2 separate regions of the Triticum aestivum genome follow, and region 2 is linked to region 1. Evidence: chromatin contacts called from public Hi-C data. All regions are on one chromosome and are shown on one strand. The core of a region is the stretch at or near the end of the contact, and the rest is flanking DNA. Distances in the headings are between cores, read along the strand shown.

The links. Hi-C and Micro-C count contacts between places; a contact is called where the count stands out from the background.
Region 2: a Hi-C map of leaf shows a contact between it and region 1, with 5 times the contacts expected there. The contact joins the promoter of LOC123111628 here to the promoter of LOC123111626 in region 1. A contact is called at or near these places in 2 of 5 Hi-C or Micro-C datasets (both in leaf).

What each region holds. Positions count from the first base shown.
Region 1 is chr5B:321,225,882-321,230,926 of IWGSC CS RefSeq v2.1, reverse strand. LOC123111626 (serine/threonine-protein phosphatase PP-X isozyme 2) reads right to left here and starts at 2,908. Exons shown (of 8, transcript XM_044532451.1): 1 at 2,566-2,908; 2 at 1,968-2,120; 3 at 1-60. The coding sequence starts at 2,712.
Region 2 is chr5B:321,451,674-321,456,718 of IWGSC CS RefSeq v2.1, reverse strand. LOC123111628 (grpE protein homolog 2, mitochondrial) reads left to right here and starts at 1,933. Exons shown (of 6, transcript XM_044532455.1): 1 at 1,933-2,229; 2 at 3,711-3,876; 3 at 3,962-4,152; 4 at 4,274-4,441; 5 at 4,625-4,753. The coding sequence starts at 2,092.

The DNA of each region.
Region 1 (5,045 bases), core at 1,659-4,158:
TGTGATCTGCCTGCTCTCATGATTTCCTCGTATTAAAGTTATACGATCTGGGTACCTAACCTGGAGACAATATGATAGTAAAGGTTAGGACAGGAAATTAAATGGCACAGAATGTAACTTGAAAGAGAACAACTCGAAGTGTTTAACTACTGAATTTGGATTAGGGAATTTGAATGTGAGGAGCCAAGATAAATCGCGAATGAGTATAAGGCCTCTCCAAAATTTTAAAGCAAGCATGCAGAATTCTCGCATTTTACAACAGACATAAGATAAAGCTTTCAGCCATTCAGTGAGGTGCAGAGTTATACTGACTTCAGGTGGCCTTTTTACAGCAAAATGCAATACACTATCTTATATGGCATCCTCAGTTATGAAACAGGCCAGACACTTAGCAGCCAAACAACAGTTACTCTCTGAAGTATGTTAGGCATCATAATTTAGATTATGTTTGGTAATATACCTTGCCAAATTTTTGGCTATGACCAAAAGTTTGCTCTTTGTTTGGAAAGTTGCCAATTTTTTGGCAAGCTAATGACCCTTTACCAACTCTACTTCATTTATGAGCCAATGTTTGCTAGACTCAGGGGCAAGCAAAACCTTGACCAAACTTTTGACTTGCCAAATTTTTGGTAGGGCGACATTGGGCTCAGACCAAACACACCCTTACTCTCTGAAGCTATACATCATCATTACATGACAAGAGTATGTGTATATACCTAACAATCTCCAGGGTCATTTGGCTGATAACTTAGAGATGTAGCATACCCATAGTTAAAAAAGGCACGTATAGGCTCTAGGCGATAGCAAAACGCCTAGCGCTTAATTGCGCTTAAGTGTGCGCTTTGCTAAGAAAAGCACAAGGCGGTGGCAAAACGCACAATTAACGCCTAGCACTTTTTTTTAAGTGTGAGCATACCAGACCAGATTACATTTCTGTCGACATGCAGAACCCTGTTTCTTGCTATACTTCCCACATTGCACCTTTTCATGAGAGGCGTGGGAAGAAAGCACCTCCTTCTAAAAGACTTGTTATAGTTCTAGTCCATTCAATCATTTCTGTCACTATAATGACTGGAGCGTTAATGGCTATGATATGAACCTAGAGGGCGGCCAGAAGGCATGGATTGAATGAGACCTTAAGGAGAGGGATAGCTAGGCAAGAACTTTTATAAGAAAAACTAAATCATTAATCTTCTGTGCTAAATAAGAGAGAAGTCATAGATACAGTACATCCTTAAATGGAGGATGTGTTGTGTCCTTTCTGGACTCCAATTATAATACTTCCAAACTAGCTTCAAAATCAACTTCCTAATTCTCCTCAATTGTCTACTAAGCAGTTCACTTTAATTCCTTACTGTCTCTGCAATCACCCTATTCTTCTTCTCCCTGGACTACAACTTGGATGCCAGATTCCTTATGAGCATTTTACGGGCAGCAGGTAGTATTGATTTTGTCTTACCAGGACCATGTTCATAAAAGGCTACATTTGGTTTCAAAGTTGACACAATCAAAATAAGTTAGAAATAGCTTCCAATTCTAGCTAGGAATTATTGCAAAACTGAGAGTTATAGATACACATGTGTGACCATTCCAGCAACAAAAAAAGGTAATTAGACACCATTCATTTGAACTACTAGTTCACGTTATTACGCAGTCTAGTGTCATACAGGCTTCACACTATTGGCTTTCATGTGCACATCAGGGCCGCAAGCTGAGCGCCAGCTTTGACCACTGCTGTACAAACAGGTCTACTATACCATATACCAGCCTGTATATAAGGAGCATGGCCTTCCCCATACAAGTAAAATAGTCTGGTAAGGCAGTGTAGTCAAGAGTAACTACTGGGTCAGTTGACCGAGAAAATGGCCGTTACCGTTTTTGGAACAGAGGCATCAATAAACATTAAAAGATACAGCATTAATAGATATGCCTACAAAACATATTAGTATTACTTATCAACAGCATACCTTTAAGGCCAAAAGAAGCAAAAATGTTTCAACAGAATAAAATCCTCGGTCAACAAAATCCCCAAGGAACAAGTAGTTTGTCTTCGGGCAGTCACCTCCAACTTTGAAAAGTTCTTTCATGTCGTAGAACTGTCCATGAATGTCTCCACATATCTGAGTGCAAGAAGCAAATATTAGTTTCTTAAATCACAATTATTTGAACACGTGTAGATATATCAGCCAGACAAAAGCACAACCAATGAATATACACATTACATCATTTTCCTTGAAAAAGACATGACAGGAATGAGAAATATTTTCCCCAGACCATCTCCAGAAGATAATGACACAGGAAATCTGGCATCACCTCACCAACGAAACCCTAGAGCCCTAATGCAAACACTAGTAAATCTCAATCAGAACGCAGTGAAATTTGGTTGCCCAAACGAACGGAATCGAAGCCTTCCCGCACATCAGTACATCTCCCAAGCACCCGCAATCTTCACCGGGACCTCGGGGAGCGACCCCGACTCGTTCGAGAGCGCGTCATTTCCCCCATTGAATCGCGCCCAAACCGCTTCCAATCGAAAAGGAGAGGGAGCTGCGCGCAAGCACGTACCGTGACGGGGGCGTCGACGCGCTGGACGTTACTCTCCTCGACGAGGATCTCCATGGCCTTGAGGCAGAGCGCCTTGACCTCCGCCTCCGCCAGCGGCTCGCACCGCTTGAGCTGCTCGATCTGCCGGTCCAGATCCGACGTCCCCATCTCGGCTCCTTCCCCCCTAGAGCTTCTAGAAGCTTCCGGAAGCGCGGCGCGCGCCTCGCCCTCCCTGCTTCCCGCTGATTCTGGAAGATTCTAGGGTTGGGAGGGGGAGGAAGGAGGAGGCGCGTGCAGTGCGGGCCGTGGTGGCATGTGGGGGCGAGCGTTTCGGGGCCGGTAAGGTTACCTCACTTTCGATTCCCGTCGCCGGGGAACATTTTTGATTTTCCCTGCCCCGTGTTCTCTTTGCCTGTCATATCTTTTTCTCCAGATTTAATGGTAGATATTACCTTTTACTCCCTCCGTTTTTAAATATTTGTCTTTCTAAAAATTTCAACAAGCGACTATATACGAAGCAACATGAATGGATCTACACTCTAAAATATGTGTATATACATCCGTATGTGGTAGTCCATTTGAAATCTCTAAAAGAACAAATATTTAGAACAGAGGGAGTATTTTAAAATCAACCAAAGGTATCGACTAATTTCTTCATAAAACATAAACTATAGTTGGAAATAATAATTTTTGTTATAATTAAAGAGGAGTTAATGAATGAATAATGGTGTCACGCTCATCTTTCCTTCCCCTTTTTCTCACTCTAGAAAACCAGTTACAAACCACATGGTGGGTATTGTGCAGTGTGTTTCTTGTGTTCTTCTCCTCGAGTTTGCTTCAAGAGGTGACCCTTCTTCATTATCAATATATATTTTTTGTATGTGTGGCTTGACAGACTCAAAGGCAGGGGCGGAGCTCTGTTGGGGCCGACCTGGGCCATGGCCCGCCCAGTAATTTAACCAATGTTTTTACTTATGTATTCTTCCTATCCCAGCACCCCCAGCCCAGCTTTGCACATCCTCTGAATCTCTCGTAGACAACGCACTTGCGCACCACATCAGCGAGTGGGAACTGCACGACATCTTCATCCGCTCCCCATCTTGAAGCATGTAGCCGTATCGCTGCCCCGGACCAGGGAGCACCGGCCACCGGAGCGAGCCTTCGGTTATCTCGCAGAGCAGTTGTCGGCCATGGCGCGGGGAGGGAGGGGTCACATCTGTCGTCAGATCGCATTAGTCGCGGGTCACCTCACGAATCTAACGTCTGTCCTGCTGCCAACAACGGTACCGGTGCATGAGCCCTTGCTCTGTGTGTTGCGCCTGCTCTACCCCAAGGCTCCAACATCCCTGCCCGCTGGTGCCGGACAAATTTTTGTTGAGATACATCATACATCCGAAGGGACTGCACACAGCAGTAGGGCAGCACCAAATTCTCCATTTGATAAGCAATGGCATGATAAATGTACATATGTGCTCGCTCCATCTTGTAACATTGTATCATACACTAATGCTTATGATTCAGAGTTTTAGAAAAGTTGTGTTCTTATTTAGTCTAGCCCGCCTAGCTTTTTCTTTCAAGCTCCGCCACTGCTCAAAGGTGTCCTATCACATGCGCACCTTAAGCACGATAATGATGTGAACGTTTGGCTCCAAGTGATATCTAAATCGACGTCGCCATTGGCCATGGCCAATGCCACCCTCCCCTTTCATCGATCCACTGCACGCCAAATTCGCTCACACGATCAACAAGAACATCTTACTGACATATACATCTTCATCGTTGAGCAGGCGACGTGGTCGTGCAAGGCAGTCATGAGGTGTCCATGTCGGCGTAAATTTAGTCCGGTGTGGACATGTCTTGCATGCATGGTGTATGTTCCATGCATGGCCGATGGCGTGGTCAGACCTTCCGCACAATAGCACCAGCAGCCATGGTGGTGGGAACGGTCGATTTGTAAGTATAATGCTCAAGGCATGAGGGTGGGGTTTTGCTGATGTGGAGGCATGAGTTGCATATGGTGGTTGTTAAAGATGGACTTAATAGAAGCGGCTTGCCGCGATGTATGGTGTCAATAGCAACATGTCGAATCATGTGTTATGAGTATTTGAATGGCTTCGCTAGCAGGGTTGTCATTTGAATTCCTATGATATCATGATTTGTGCATAATGGGAAGTTCTTAAAAGCTTAGAGTGATATACAGATGACGGGTTTTAGTACTTCATACCAATTACAATGCTATGAGTATGTGAATAGTTGTGTGAGTTGAATGCTTAAATATTAACAGTTTGAAATGTGATGATATGTTACTATCCAACATGATATTTGGCTTGTGGTGTATGTAAGATGGGTGAGAAATACTACATGCACACTATAAAATTCAGTACACTCCTTGTTACGTTTTGAATTGTTATATATTTTAGAAGGCAAAAGAGTTTTTTAAGCTGTTGAGGCCATCAGATTTTTGGGTGATATGCTTCAAGGTAGTTTTTAGTTTGTTCATG
Region 2 (5,045 bases), core at 684-3,183, 230 kb before region 1:
CGTTCTCTCTTAGCACACGTCCATGTATCCAGTGCCGACACATGTGCCATGCGGTGCGCCTCGATGGGCCACACGTGCCATGCGCCACATGTACATACCCTACCTGCACATGTCCATGTAACTGTGAGGGTTGGCTTTGATACCATTTTATGACACACCGGCCTCTCACCCAGGCTAGCGGTCATTACTCATGGCTATCACTTGTGATCTAGACCCGCCTGATTTCTATCACACATTTTTATTCTTGTAGACTTTGTTTGTCTTTCAAGCACATAAGATTGTAGGACATCAACATTTTCCCTCGTACCAATCCGTCGGTTGAAAATATTCTCTCTCAAACAACCTTGCAATCAAGATACATACTTTCTTGTCAACACACCTAATGCAATTATTATATGTATAGCCGTATAGGTGACGCTATCCTACCTTATCGATTTAGGCTTCGAACCAAATGTTGTGATCATGCTGCAAGTTTTTGTGTGGTGCTACAAGCATCGCCTTCCATGTTGCATACATTTGATGATTTTGTTAAGACAAATGACAAAATGTTACATGCTAGAATTTTTTCTCCAAGGATTGACATACTCGGGATTACGATATTAAATCGGATCAGATCACCAGGGAGCAACTGATTTCTGCGCTACAATCAACACACCGCTGATGATTCGGGGCGGATTTGTTTCATGATTTTTTGGTATCTGATTACAACGGTACCTGATCCCGCTACTCGTGTTTGGTTGAGATGTGACAAAATTAAGTACCAAGAATCAAATAATAGGGCTTTACAAAACCAGTTACACCCACCCATGGCCGTTAAATGATTCCGTCCCGAGCTTCTTCTCGCTTTCGTCCCCCCTCATCTCCTTCGTAGCTATGTTGACCGGACACAACATTCATCCGTCGAGCATCAACAGATGCTGACGGCGGGCCATCACCAGATTTCGTGTTGCAACATCTTCCTCGTGGCATCCGACAACGACTGGCTATCAACAGTTCTACTTGCTCCACACGTTGCTCCCGTCAATGACCCCTTCAATCGTTAGACCTTCTCTCGGCTCTTTGGTATCCATGATCGACGAATTCGTATCAGGAGAATCATGCAACGCCACCCCTAGTTGTAGTATGTTTTCTAATATCTTTGGATTGGTTGCCTTGTTTACGTTACCATTACCGGAGATAACCAAACAAAACGGGCAATAGTCTCACTACAGTTGCAATGTTGTGTATTCTCATACCGTTATCATCTACGTTAACGGTGCAATGCGGTGCATTCTCATATTGTTACCATCTACGTTAATGATGCACGAGCCACGAACTAAGTATAACTCAGATAGTTAGGTTCCATGTGGTGGAACCAACGCACCGAGGTTCAAGTCCTAAATTTGAAATTGGCGGTCGCATTATTTTTGAATTTATTTCAGGCCTTTTGATGATGCACATTTAGTGAGAGGAGATGTTCTCGTCGATTATGTCGCCGTCCGTGGCGACATCGTCAATGTCAAGATGATGTGCCAGCTCAGTCTATCAAATGTGTTTATAGAGGTGTGCGCACATTCATATGGATGAATATATATGCGTATGTACGGGTGTTGCGTGTTAAAAAAGGTGGGCGAACCAAACACTTCCTCCCATGCAAACAAAAGAACCAAACACTTCCTCAAAGTAAAGTGCTAATAAACGAAAAGAAAAATAGCTGATATAAATAAAATCAAGAAAAATAGTCAATATAGATTGAAAAGATACGACGTCAGCTGGAACCCTTCTGTTTGTTCTCAAGAATGTCAGCGGCTCAGATAACCCAACCGCTCAAACCCTTAAACCCTTCTTGGACGACAAGTTGATCCCACGAACGTCTCCTCAAAAGACACAAATACCCCTGCCACCCCACCCCTGTCTCGGGATGTATTCACAGGGTATAGCGGTCATTCGCTTCGATCCCTAGGCGCTCTTCCCTTCCCCGCTGGCCGCAATTCCCTTCCAGACGTTTCGATCCCTCTCTGGCTCTCTCCTCCCCCCTGCCCCCTCCTCGGCGCCCGCCTCGCGAATCCGTCGGAAACCCCTCGCCGCTCCCGGTTCTAGCGCAGCGCAGAGATGGTAGCCGCGCGCCTCCTCGCGCGGGCCACGAGGCAATGCGCCGCCGCGGTGGTGGCGTCCGCTACTAGGCGGCCGCTCGGCGGCGTGGCGGCGGTGGCCGCTCGCCCGCTCGCCTCTTCCTTCGGCCCCGCCAGGGTGAGATTTTCTCGGCCGTTTCTACGGCCGGTTTGAGCTTCGATGTTCTTCTAGTGTGTTGGGTCGCATCTCGTAGGGGATTTCTGGAATTTTTAGGATGCGGAGGATAGGCATCCAGGCTCGGTGTTTCCGGCTGCAGATTATTCTTCGTCCGTGGTTTCTGGTCGGGGGGAATTCAGGGATTTATTCCTAGTGATGGTTGGCGGAGGTGTGGGTTTTGCTCCAAAGCGAGGTTGGGTTTTGGATTCGTCATAAGATCATGCTAAGTCTAGGTTTTGGCGGAGTGTTGGGATTTTGGATATGATAGTCTATGAGTTATGTTTCCGAGTGTTGGACCATAAAACCCTTGGATGTTGTCAGAATTGTTATTTGAATATAGAGTTGGGGATTTTCCTGCAAGGGACCTAACTTCTACTATTAGAATGCGCATTTTTTTTGGGAAATATATAGATTCCAGAATCCCAGTTATCATGTACTTGTACTTATGTCTGCAGTAGTATGATGTGCTTCCTTGTCAGAACATGATCTGAATATTGTGTCAATTAACTCTGGTTTGTGCATTGTTAGAAATTAATATGGCCTACAACTAATTTGAGTCCATAATTCACCAAAGGTAATAAACGGATTATCATGTCTAACAGGATGAAATAATGATTGCACGCCAGTAAATTTTGCACATGCTAGATAGTCTGAAACAAAGCCAAAGAATGAATCCATCATATCTTGGGTTATTGGGTTGTATATGTTTATGCTATCGACTACTTGTTGCAAGATGGGAATAAGAAACTAGGCTGATGTAAACATGCAGCAGCCACCACAAACAAATTTAACCTGCTCTGCTCTCAAGCATCTGCCAGAGATCTCTCAGCATGTCGCTATGTATACTGCGGTCTTATATCTTGGTAGAGCATCTTTCAGGCTGCTCACTCTGTGACCTTCACTGCAGCCTGGTTTCTCCTCCCCATCTCATTATGAATGATCAAAATCCTTTTTTCTTACAGCTAGTCGAAATCCTAATCTTTATACTACATATGCTGTGATGGTTTTGTTCTCAGAATTCATGTTGGACTATGTACATATGTACTCCCTCCGTTTCTAAATATAAGTCTTTGGAGAGATTCCACTATGAACCACATACGGATGTATGTAGATGCATTCTAGAGTGTAGATTCACTCATTTTGCTCCGTAGGTAGTCCATAGTGAAATCTCTACAAAGACTTATATTTAGGGACGGAGGGAGTATAATTTATTAATCCACTTTCACTTTCTGATGTCTTATTCCACATAGTACTAACATCTATCATATTGACTCCTAAACTGTCTGTAGGCACATGATCTCTTTGTTACTTTCACTTAATGGGAGACTATTAATTTGGTTTAGATAACGCCTGAATTATCAATAGTAATCTTCTGTCTTTGGGCTGTTTCTGTTTCTACTACTTTTTTTACTTATATGAGCTGTATGCTCTCTGACAAGCAGGTTCCATATATGTTGAATCAGCCCTTGAGATACTCAAGCAACATCTTTCAAAGGTTTGGCTTTTCATCTTCTACTCCTCAACAAAATGATAAGGAGGTACACGAACCCAAAGACCAGGAAAGTACTGCACATGAATCGAATGGTGAAGCTTCAAAGGAAGACAGTGGTTCGCCTGGAAGTAGGTTTGAAAGACTTAAGTCCCCAGTCTATCAGGAGGTGATGAACTAAATGACCTGCATTTTCTGATTCAGGTACAGAAGATCTTGATCTGTCAAAGGAGGATCTAGTGAAGCTAGTTTTTGAGAAGGATGAATTATTAACCTCGAAAGATGAAGAGATCAAAGATATGAAGGACAAGGTTTTGCGCAGCTATGCAGAAATGGAAAATGTCATTGCCCGGACAAAGCGTGAATCTGAAAATTCAAAAAAATATGCAGTACAGGTGTGATGTTGTTACATCTGATTTCTGGTTTGAAATTTTGATGGCATAGTGATATTTATAAGCATTTTGATTAGCTATTTTGAATTTGCTATTTCTTATAGCGTCTAAATCGTGTATGCAGAACTTCTCTAAGAGCTTGTTAGATGTTGCTGACAATTTGGCTAGAGCTTCATCTGTTGTAAAGGAAAGCTTCTCAAAATTAGATACATCCGAAGATTCTAGTGGAGCTGTACCGTTACTAAAAACCCTACTGGAGGGTGTTGACATGACTGATAAGCAACTTGGAGAGGTACTTTTTCTATGTAGTGCATGTTATTCATCAGAATATGATTCTGTTCCTGCGTATTGTAGCTTTTCTGTACCTGAATTTTGTCCTACTTTTCATTTGTGTTCTTTTAACTATTTCTTCTCCTTTTGCACATTGCTTTCTGGGTGATAATATGCCTTTGGGATTTCCCTCAATTTTGAACAGGTTTTTAAGAAGTTCGGAGTCGAAAGGTTTGATCCCTTGAATGAGAAATTCGATCCTGATAAGCATTTTGCACTTTTCCAAATTCCTGATCCTTCAAAACCATCCGGAACTGTTGCTTCTGTTGTGAAGGTATGTATCATCATCAAGATTCTGATATGTATGTTTTTCCCTGTTCCATTAAATCTAAAAATGTTGGTTCTTAGAGTTCTTGAGTTTGATCAATTGCTGTATTCATCTATAATTTGTTGATTGACAGTTTTGTATTCTTTAGGCTTGTTTTACGGACATATGGTCTTATAATTTTGTGTTTATACAGCCACACCGGACCTACTGTCTAGAAGTATGTTCTTTTGTAGTCATTGTAGATGGTCATGCTTATAGGTAACTTTGATGGAAGATGTATATAGAGTAAACAATAATT